Regions from separate parts of the Macaca mulatta genome. Here all the other regions are linked to region 1. A link is a contact called in public Hi-C data. All regions are on one chromosome and are shown on one strand. Each heading gives the region's core, a stretch centred on a gene start, on an enhancer-like site or on the middle of the called end of the contact. The rest is flanking DNA. Distances are from core to core; before and after follow the strand shown.

Evidence for each region. Hi-C and Micro-C count contacts between places; a contact is called where the count stands out from the background.
Region 2: a Hi-C map of fetal cortex germinal zone shows a contact between it and region 1, with 4 times the contacts expected there. The contact joins the promoter of ANKLE1 here to the promoter of MYO9B in region 1. A contact is called at or near these places in 5 of 14 Hi-C or Micro-C datasets (CD4 T cells, cortical neurons, fetal cortex germinal zone and 2 more).
Region 3: a contact with region 1 is called in a Hi-C map of cortical neurons, with 3 times the contacts expected there. The contact joins the promoter of ABHD8 here to the promoter of MYO9B in region 1. A contact is called at or near these places in 2 of 14 Hi-C or Micro-C datasets (cortical neurons and fetal cortex germinal zone).

The regions. Positions count from the first base shown.
Region 1 is chr19:17,555,086-17,558,288 of T2T-MMU8v2.0, reverse strand. It overlaps MYO9B (myosin IXB), which reads right to left and starts at 1,477. Exons shown (of 40, transcript XM_077978240.1): 1 at 1,380-1,477. HAUS8 (HAUS augmin like complex subunit 8) reads left to right here and starts at 1,592. Exons shown (of 11, transcript XM_015123248.3): 1 at 1,592-1,849. The coding sequence starts at 1,821.
Region 2 is chr19:17,768,023-17,771,041 of T2T-MMU8v2.0, reverse strand. ANKLE1 (ankyrin repeat and LEM domain containing 1) reads right to left here and starts at 1,658. Exons shown (of 11, transcript XM_077978275.1): 1 at 1,281-1,658; 2 at 1,054-1,206; 3 at 513-618; 4 at 264-402; 5 at 1-45. The coding sequence starts at 1,504. The region is part of intron 1 of DDA1 (DET1 and DDB1 associated 1); the gene reads right to left.
Region 3 is chr19:17,790,038-17,793,390 of T2T-MMU8v2.0, reverse strand. It overlaps ABHD8 (abhydrolase domain containing 8), which reads left to right and starts at 1,915. Exons shown (of 5, transcript NM_001265784.1): 1 at 1,915-2,105. The region is part of intron 1 of DDA1 (DET1 and DDB1 associated 1); the gene reads right to left.

The DNA.
Region 1 (3,203 bases), core at 228-2,727:
TCTGGCCGATCCCAGATTAAGATCCCTACAGTTGGGAAAGGGGAGAAAGCACCCTGCACAAAGTCCCTGCCAGGGCCACAAGAGTCAGGCCTGTCAGATGTGAATAACTTTCCTGTCTCCCAGGTCACCTCCAGCTGCTCCTGGACACCCTAAGATTCTGAAGACTCCAACACCAAAAAACAAACCGAGTTAGGACCCTCTGGCTGCAAAACACAGAGTCCCCACCGGCTCCCACCTCAGACAGAGGCACAGAGAAGCCTTCCCTTAAAGACCCCTCGCCTCCAGGGTGCCCAGGAAAGAAAGGAGGACTGGTGGCTGTCGTGCCTCTCCAGGGCTGAGCTCAGAGCAACCGGGGGACAGATTTCCTGTATGTCGTTTTACCCATTTAAGTCCAAGGATGCAGCTCTGCGGAGGTGGCTACAGTCCTGTACATGAGGGTGCATGCACACTCCCTCCTGAAAAACAGTTCCGGCCTCACAGCCGGCCCTGAGGTCTCTTCCTTGGATCGAGGGAATCCCAGAATCCCGCTAGCCCTGTCTTAAAGGGAGGGTGGTGCCTTTTCCAAGACCAGGAGACTGGCACAGAGGGTGTTGGGACACGTCCCCGGTCACCCAGCTGTTGAGTGTGAAGTCAGGAAGGACATGAATCAAGAGGGGAGGGTGGGCGCGACGGAATCTCCAGGAGCTGCACCTCAACATCTATCTGCACGGGGCCATTCTAACCCCTTCCTTCTCTTCCCTCCTCTCCTGGCCCTCCCTCCCTAAGCCTACCCTTAGTTCTTACCATGACTTCTACTCCGTTTACTTCCTTTTCAGCTCCCATTTCCCCGCTTCCCAATAGCCGGCTGCCGCATCAGTTAGTTCAGAACCCCCCGCACTCACTGAGCGCCCACTGGGGGCCAGGCGCCGCCCTCTTCTCAGACACCCTTCCTTCAATCGCGCGGGCAGACGTCCCCAGATTGGTCTCGCACCCCTTCCCCCCAACCGCACCCCGGCTGTCCCGCCACTGGCCTTGCCCACTCCCCCAGCCTGGGCCTCTCGTTCCCGCCTCCTTGCCTCCCCACAACGCCGTTTCCTGCGACCCCCCAATTACCACTTAAGCCACGTCCTCTTCAGAGAAGCTGCTCAAAGCCACAAGACTCACCCCCCCCCCCACGCCCGCGAACTCCCTCACCAGCTCCATCTCCATCCACTTTCTCCTTCACCATCTCGCTTCCAACTCATCCCCAGCAACCTCTCCAAGACCCCTAGGCTCGTTCCCGCCCCCTCGACCCCTGCCGTCGCGTCCCCCATCAGCCCTCAGCTCCGTCCCTCTTCTGCGCAGCCCCCACAGGCAGGCTTCGAGCTCGAGTCGCCAACCCGAGGCCGCCTGGAACTCACCTGGCCTCGGCCGCCGCGCGCCGCCGGTCCCGGGCCGGGTCCCCGGCCGGACGACCGCCTGCCAGCCCGCCGCTGCTCCGACCGCTCCGCCCCGCCGCGCCCGCCGCTCCCCCGCGCGCTCCCGCTTCCGGGTTCCGGAGGGGCGGGGACGGGGGCGTGACGCCAGCGCGCCTAGGGGGCGGGATATCACGAAAAGCCCCGCCCCTACTTTCCGACAGCTCAGGCCCCACCCACCACCACAACCCCCTACCGCCGATGGTGGGCGAGACCAAGCGCGAGGGGAAGACAGGCAGGGGCCGCGCTCTCCGCGTTTAGCCGACGCTGCCCTACGCCTGGCAGCCACCCCTCCTGAGGCTCCACAAATGGTCCGACCCGCAAGCAAGTGGGCGGGTCCGGCTTTGAAAAGCCGGCGGGTCGGGCCTTGAGGTGGAAGGCGGGAAAATGGCGGATTCCTCGGGGCGCGGCGCTGGGTGAGTTGAGGCGCCCGCAGGTCTGGATTTGTAGACGCCAGAGGGCTGGAGAGGATGGGCAGCGGAGTTGGGGAGTGGGGACCCTCGGAGTGAGTTGGGGTTCGACCCCGCCAGAAACTGCGCGGGCCCCTGAACACCCCGATGGCGTGCTGCCTCTGCGCATGCTCCGGAGCGCGGACACCCGACCGGCCCCGAGTTCCGCGTCCTCGGCTGGGACGCGGGGCGACCTCGGGCAAGCAGCCTGACTGCCCGGTGCTTCGCTTCCTCCGCTACGAAATGGGGCCGATGACGCAGCTGAACCTCGTAGGCGTCGTGTGAGGCTGAAACGCGCTTAGATCGGCGCCTGGGTCTTTACTGTGATGTCGCTCTTGGAATTACCGTTATGCGGTGAACAAGTGGTGGGCGACCAAAGTATCCCCTTTAATCCTCCCATGAGCTTTATTCTGTGCTCCCAGTTTACTGGGGAGATGATGGAGACCCAGCAAGGGGAAGTGACTTGCCTAGGGTAACACCCCATGAGCAAGAAAGAAGTTGAATAGTGACCGAGAGCTAGGCATGAGTGATTCTGAGGCTGTATTTTTCTAGTTTTGTTAATTCTGCCAGTGTTGATCGTGCCAGGTGCAAACTGAAGTGAAATTGGACAGCAAGAGGAATCACTCCACCGCCCCTTGGCCGTAACCGATAGATTGACAGTAGCACTTCCCAGGTACAGGTGTACCTGAGGTTCGCACAGGTTGTAGGGACCCCCCTCTGGTCGCAGCAGGTTCACCCAGGAGCCCATTCGGTTTGAGGCCACAGCCCTAGCTCAGTCCCCAGAGGGAATCTGTGCTCTTGTCTCTTTCTGGCTCTGAGACTGCCCCGAGGGTGACCTATGTAAGACCTGTGTGTCTTTGTTTTGCAGCGAGGAAAAAGGAGGTAAAAGCAGGTGTGAACCGTTAGGAAGCTGTCGGGTTAGGAGGAGCCTGTGGGCGACCACAACTCCTGGCACCTGGCGAACATTTACTAAGTTGCCTCTCCCCACGGTGGCCTGGAAGTGTCCCCAGCATTGCCTGGGTCTCACTTTGGGGTCCTGGGAGCCCGCTTCAGAGGAGGTGGCCGCAGGGACCAGTGGAGCCGCCCTTGGTGATGGGAGCAGGAGTTACAGTGCCCTGGGCGTGGTCCTGCCCCTTCACTTGCCCCCCCCACTACTTGCCCCTCCTGTGTTGCTGGTGTCTGTTCCTGGATCCCTTCTCTTCCCACTAGATCAGGCTGAAACCCTGAAACCCCTAGTCATCCCAGACTCTCCCTCTCCTGCACCCCCACGGCTAATGAGTCAGCGATTCCTATCTCAGGGTTCCTTCTTCCCTATTACATC
Region 2 (3,019 bases), core at 409-2,908, 210 kb before region 1:
CTATGGAGTCCAGCATCTCATCAGGAGATCCAGCGAGGCCTGGAGCTGCAGGTGAGAGTGGGGGTCAGAGAGGAGAGGAGGAGGGATGAGACAGCGATGGGAATAAGATCAGACATAAAAAGGAGATAGGAATGTCTGAGGCCGAAAAAGCTGGCCACAGAGAGTGGACGTAAGACAGAACCAATAGGCGGGGTGGGGGAGACAGTGGATGCCAGGGACTGGTCCAGAAGTCAAGCCCCAGCAGCCCTGCAGGCCCTACTCACTGCCAGGTGCAGCCCCGGGCTCCTGGGTCTCTGCCCCGATCCGGGTCCGGGTCCTGGTCCGCGTGTCGAGATCTTGCAGGACTCGCGCACACTCCAGGTGCCCCTGCTGCAGGGCCAGGTCCAGCGGCCGGAGTCCGTCCTACAGGGGCGCGGTCAGCAGGGGGCGCTCGAGGCCCTCTTACCTTCTTTCCCTCCCTCCCTCCCTCTGGGCTCGCCCAGCCTTTCTTTGCCCGCGCAGTGCCTCCCAACCTGGTCGCGCAGCGCCGGGTTTGCTCCTTGGCTCAGCAGCAGCTCCAGGCCGCGGCGGCAGCCCCAGGCAGCGGCCACATGCAGCGGCGTCAATGCCTCGACAGATCTGGGGCGGCAGCGCAAGAGGGGTCATTGCGGACTCAGCCTCCCGGCAGGAACCCCGATCTCCGCTCTGGGGACCGGGAGCCTTTGTTCTCGGCCCCCTGATCTCCACTGTCCACCCTGGGACACTGCCCTTGGAACCTAGATGCTATGACCTCAGGCCAGGACCCAAACCTCTCCCGTCTGACCCTGGAGGCTCCACCACAAGATCCAAACCCTTGGTCCTAGCGCAGCCCCATTCCCCGCCCTCGGTCTGGGGCCCCAGCGCCTCCCTCGAGCCCTAGCCCCTGCCCTTAGACCCCCAAGTTCCCTCCCCAAGACTCCCCCAAACCCCACCCTCGGGCTCCGAGGCCCTGGCCCGGGATGGTGGGGCGCCCCTTCCCGGATTCCCAGACTTCGGCTTGGGGAGACCCCGCCCCGGACCCAGGCTCTACCTTACCGAGCGTTGGGGTCCCCGCCTTGGCGCAGTAGGGCCCCGAGGCAACGCAGGCCGCGCGGGTGCCGGGCTCCGGCAGCCAAGTGCACAGCAGCTGCGCCATCCTCCAGCACCAAATTAGGGTCCGCGCCGCAGCGCAGCAGCTCCTCTACCGCCCTGCAAACACCGGGGTCAGAGTGGACTCGGGTCAAAGACCCCCACTCCTGGCCCGCCCCCGGCCCCGCCCTCACCACGGCTCCTCCTCCCGCAGCGCCGCCCGCAACCTGCGAGCCAGGAGGGCCTCGGAGCACATGCCCTGGTGGGGTCCGAAGCGCACCGCCTGTCGGGTCGATTTCCTACTTCCCGCGGCTGACTTGTGGGCATGCGCCGCTCCGCCCCTCGGCTCATGGGGACCCTCTCCGGGGCTGAGCAGGGTTCCCAGCCAGGCTGCCCCGCGTCGCACCGGGGTCCACATCGGGGTTCGAGAGCTTTGGTGTTCGCAGAGGCCCGTGACACCCGGAGGCGCTCAAGCAGGGCTGGGACCGCCGATAAGAGCCCGGGCGGGAGGATGCCACCGGGTGTGCCACTATCTCATTTAAAAACGGGAAACGCAGAGGCACCCGCCTCGAGTGGGTGGAGCTACGATTAGGAAAGTCCGGGGTGCCCCAGGTCTTTAAGTCTCAGGGAATCTTCTGCAAGGGTGGCCTCTGAGAGGGCGCACGGCCTTATGAGAGGCTTAGGCCAGGCACCGTGGCTCACACCTGTAATCCCAGCACTTCGGGAGGCCCAGGCAGGAGGGTTGCTTGAGCTCTGGAGTTCGAGATCAGCCTGGGCAACTTGGATAAATCCTGTCCCTACAAAAAATACAAAAAACTAGCCGGGCGTGGTGGCTTGCGCCTGTGGTCCCAGCTACTTGGGAGGCTAAGTTGGTAGAATCTCCTAAGCCCGGAAGTTCGAGGATGCAGTGAGCCATGATCACACCACTGCACTCCAGCCTGGGCAACACAGCAAAACTCTGTCTCAGAAAATAAACAAGTAAATGAATACATACATACATACATACATAAAATAGAGGCTTCAATTTCCAACCCCCAGGCCGAGGGCCCGGCTCAGGCCTTTAATCATAGTGCTTTGGGAGGCTGAGGCGGGAGGATCGCTTGAGGCTACTAGTTTGTTGTTATTTTTCCTTTCTTTTTGTGAGTGCAGGAGTTTGAGACCAGCCTCGGCAACAGAGTGAGGCCATGTCTGTTTGTTTTTTGTTGTTGTTGTTGTTGTTGTTGTTTTTGAAACAGATCTTACTCGGTTGCCCAGGCTGGAGTGCAGTGGCGCAATCTGGGCTCACTGCAATATTTGCCTCCCGGGTTCAAGTTATTCTCCTGCCTCAGCCTCCTGAGTAGCTGGGATTACAGGCATGTGCCACCACGCTCGGCTTATTTTTGTATTTTCAGTAGAGATGGGGTTTCACCATGTTGGCCAGGCTGGCCTCGAGCTCCTGACCTCAGGTGATCTGCCTGCCTCAGCCTCCCAAACTGCTGGGATTACAGGCAGAGACCTTGTCTTTATTATTTATTTATTATTATTATTATTATTATTATTATTTTTTTTTTTTTTTGAGACGGAGTCTCGCTCTGTCGCCCAGGCTGGAGTGCAGTGGCGCGATCTCGGCTCACTGCAAGCTCCGCCTCCCGGGTTCACGCCATTCTCCTGCCTCAGCCTCCCGAGTAGCTGGGACTACAGGCGCCCACAACCGCGCCCGGCTAATTTTTTGTATTTTTAGTAGAGACGGGGTTTCACCGTGTTAGCCAGGATGGTCTCGATCTCCTGACCTTGTGATCCGCCCGCCTCGGCCTCCCAAAGCCCTGGGATTACAGGCGTGAGCCACCGCGCCCGGCCTATTTATTATTATTATTTTTTTTTTGAGACGGAGTTTTGCTCTTGTTGCCCAGGCTGGAGTGCAGTGGTGTGATCTCAGCTCACTGCAACCTCCTCC
Region 3 (3,353 bases), core at 666-3,165, 230 kb before region 1:
ATCTTGCCTCCATTTAGGACCCTAGAAGAATTTTCCTCTGTTGTTAGAACCAAAAAAAGAAAAAGAAAAAGAAAAAAGGAAGAAAAATTTTCTGATACTCAGATCTGAACCCCTCCCCTACTCACACACTATCCTTGGCTCTCCATTTCCCCAAGTAAAACCTGCTCAGCCCTTCCATTAGGCATGCAAAACCCTGTACACACACCATCTTACATTTCAGCCACGCCCTCCTCTCTGCCTGGTGTTCCCCTATCCGCCCTTTAAAAATCCTCTCCTCTCCTTCAAGGGCTGAGTGAGGTGTGGCTTATGCCTGTCATTCCAGCATTTTGGGAGGCTGAGGAGGGAGGATCCCTTGGGACCAGGAGTTTGAGACCAGCCTGGGGACATGGTAGCAACCACATATAGCCTCAAGTACTCGGAAGGTGAGGTGGGAGGATTCCCTGAACCCAGGAGTTCCAGGCTGTAGTGAGCAATGACAGCGCCAATGCACTCCAGCCTGGGCAACGGAGTGAGATCCTTTCTCAAAAAAAAAAAAAAAAAAAAAAATTGGAGTCCTCTTCTCTCAACCGCTGTCCATTCTTCTGGCCCAGCTGCCTTCCCTTGACTCTCTCCCAAGTTCAGGGGCTTCTCAAGGGCCAGGGGCCTGGGGCTGTATCCCTACAAGTGCCAGCTTGGGGTTGATACAGAGAGGTGCTTGCTAAATGAATAAACTGTATAGTCTCCCAGAAGTGCCCTTAGTGGGCAAGAGTAGGTGTCTGGACGGAATCCAGCTCTGGCAGCAAATTCCAGGGGATGGGAGTGGCCAAGCAGCAAGGAGCATTTAACCCCTCGTCCCCCGAAGCCCATCCTACCTGTAGCATCATTTAGCAAAACATCACCACTACAATAACGCCCATAATATATGGAGCACTTGTTATATGCATGACACTGATGAGTGCTTTACCTGCATAGTAAACTTATGAGAGGATTAATTTCATAAAGAAATAAACAGAGGCTCAGGAACGTGAAGTAACTTGCCCAAGGTCACACCTCAGCAAAGGGCAGAGGCTGGATTTGAGACCTGAGCTCTCCCGAGGGCCTACCGTGGCCCCGCCGGCACCACAGAGCTGGGATGCCTGCCTCTTGCTATCAGCCCTCCTCAGAACCATGGCAGCCATAGGTTAAATCGGCTGATTATGAAATTCAAACTCTCTAATTACCCACAGCTCTAAGACTTTCCTTGAAAGCTTTAGAGAAGCCCGTCACGATGGCTCACGCCTGTAATCTCAGCCCTTTGGTGAAGCCGTAGGCGAGAGGATTGCTTAATGCCCGGAGTTCGAGACTAGTCTGGGCAACATAGCGAGACCTCGTCCCTACCAAAAAAAAAGGGGTGCAGGGGATGGGGGTGGGGTGAGGGAGGTTAGCAAATAATGGTTCCCAGGGCTTGGAATTACACAGCCTTGGGTTCAAGTCCCAGCTTTGCCCCTTGCTTGATTTATGTTCTTGTGCCCTTTATGAGCCTCAGTTTCCCCACTGGAGACTGGAAAAAGATCTTGGAGTCTCTGCTTCTAGAATGGAAAGGTCGATACGGAGAGAAGAGTGTGGGAGCCTCGTTTGGAGAGGAACAGGACAATTCGGAGGCAGGGGCTGGGAGGCAGGGGCTTGGGAGACCCATTTGCAGAGAGAGGGCCCCGGCCGCGCACTCCCAGGCGTCCCTCAGACTTTAGACTGCAACCCCCTTCTCCGCCTTGAGCCAGGCCCCATCCTCCCGCAACCTCGGTGCACCACCAAAGGGGCGGGGTTGTTGCTCCCAGAGCCCGCCTCCTCTCCGGAACTGCCGCCTCTGATTGGGCTTGTAACTAGGCCAGGTCAATCCGCAGCTGCGATAGGCCGAAGTGCCCGCCCGTCGGCACATGGCTCCGCCTACTCGGGGGAGGAACTTAAAGGGCCGGCTCTTTCCGCGGCCGCGGGATGCCCCTGTGCTGACCGCCGGGGGCCAGTGCCCGCCCGCGTAGACGCACCCGGCCTGACCCCGCGCCACCATGTAAACGGCGCCAGCAGGCGGACGCTGGCTTCTCCGCCTGGGACCCCTCCGCCCCGACCCGGGCCCCGCGGCCCTCGATGAGGTGAGCGGGGAGCGGGCCCCAAAAGGAGAGATCGAAGCCCCGGGGCCTCCACTTCGGAGGAGTGGTGTCCACCAACCCCGCGTTTGGGCTCCTAGGAAGCCACGGAGCCCCAGTGGGCTCGACCCCCCTGCAGGAATGACGAACACCTGGAAGGCGGGGGCCAGGGGCGGGGAAGCGGGACTGGGGTGGCGCCTGTGCGTTGCCCTCTGCAATCCGGGATTAGGGCCCCACTCGAGGTGCGGGGCACAGTCTGCTTCTCCCCCAGTATGTCTGGGGCCACTGCGGGCTCAGTCTCGGGCGTGCGTTACCTTAGCGGCGCCCAACCTGGGGTAGGGGGCAGGCAGGCAGTTGGCCCCATCTCCAGGCCCTAGACACCTAGACAATGGGGGTGCACTGCTCGGGTATCCCCCCTTAGGTTATGTAACCGCCTGTGGTTGCCATGGACACGGGGGCGGGGGTGGCCCAAGGAGTGGGATGGAGGCTTGGAGGCCCCCAGCCAGGGCCTTGCCTTTCCCATCCTCTTCTCCACCTCCGAGGACTTGTGTAGCAGATCCCCAGAATCCAGAGTGCCAAGGAGGAAGTTCAGAGTCTAGCTTCCTCTCAGAGTATCTGGGTCTCAGCTTGGCCCTCTATGAAACAGACCCCGGCTCACCCCGGTCTAGAGGAGCTAAGCAAGGCTTTCTGTGGCTCAGTTCCCAACCCCCTCTCCCAGGGCCTCATCTTTCAGGAGTCAGATTCAGAGCCAGGAGTCTCACTGGGGGCTCACCAAAGATTTGCACATTTTAGATGCCTTAGGAGGCCATGGGGATATGTGAGTTAGTGAGTGTATACCTGGATGAGTTAGTGAGTTAGTGCATACCTGAATGAGTAAGTTAGTGTATACCTGAATGAATGACTTAGGAGGCCATAAATGGTATAAACTCCAGCTTGTGGGGAGGGGGTGTCTTCAGGCTGGTCCATGTTTGCCAGAATGTCCCCTTCTCCAGGAACATCCCCCACCAGACCCCACCACCTTCCCTGTGGACACCCTATGGGGTAAGCCATAGCCACCTCTTTCTGAGGATAGACTAGGTGGCCCAGGAGGGTGTCTGACTACCACAAAGGCACTGCCCAGACCAAACATCTCAGGGCAGGATGGCTCACACCTGTAATCCCAGCACTTTGGGAGGCCGAGGCAGGCGGAACATTTGAGGTCAGGAATTCAAGACCAGCCTGGCCAACATGGTGAAACCCCATCTCTACAGAAAA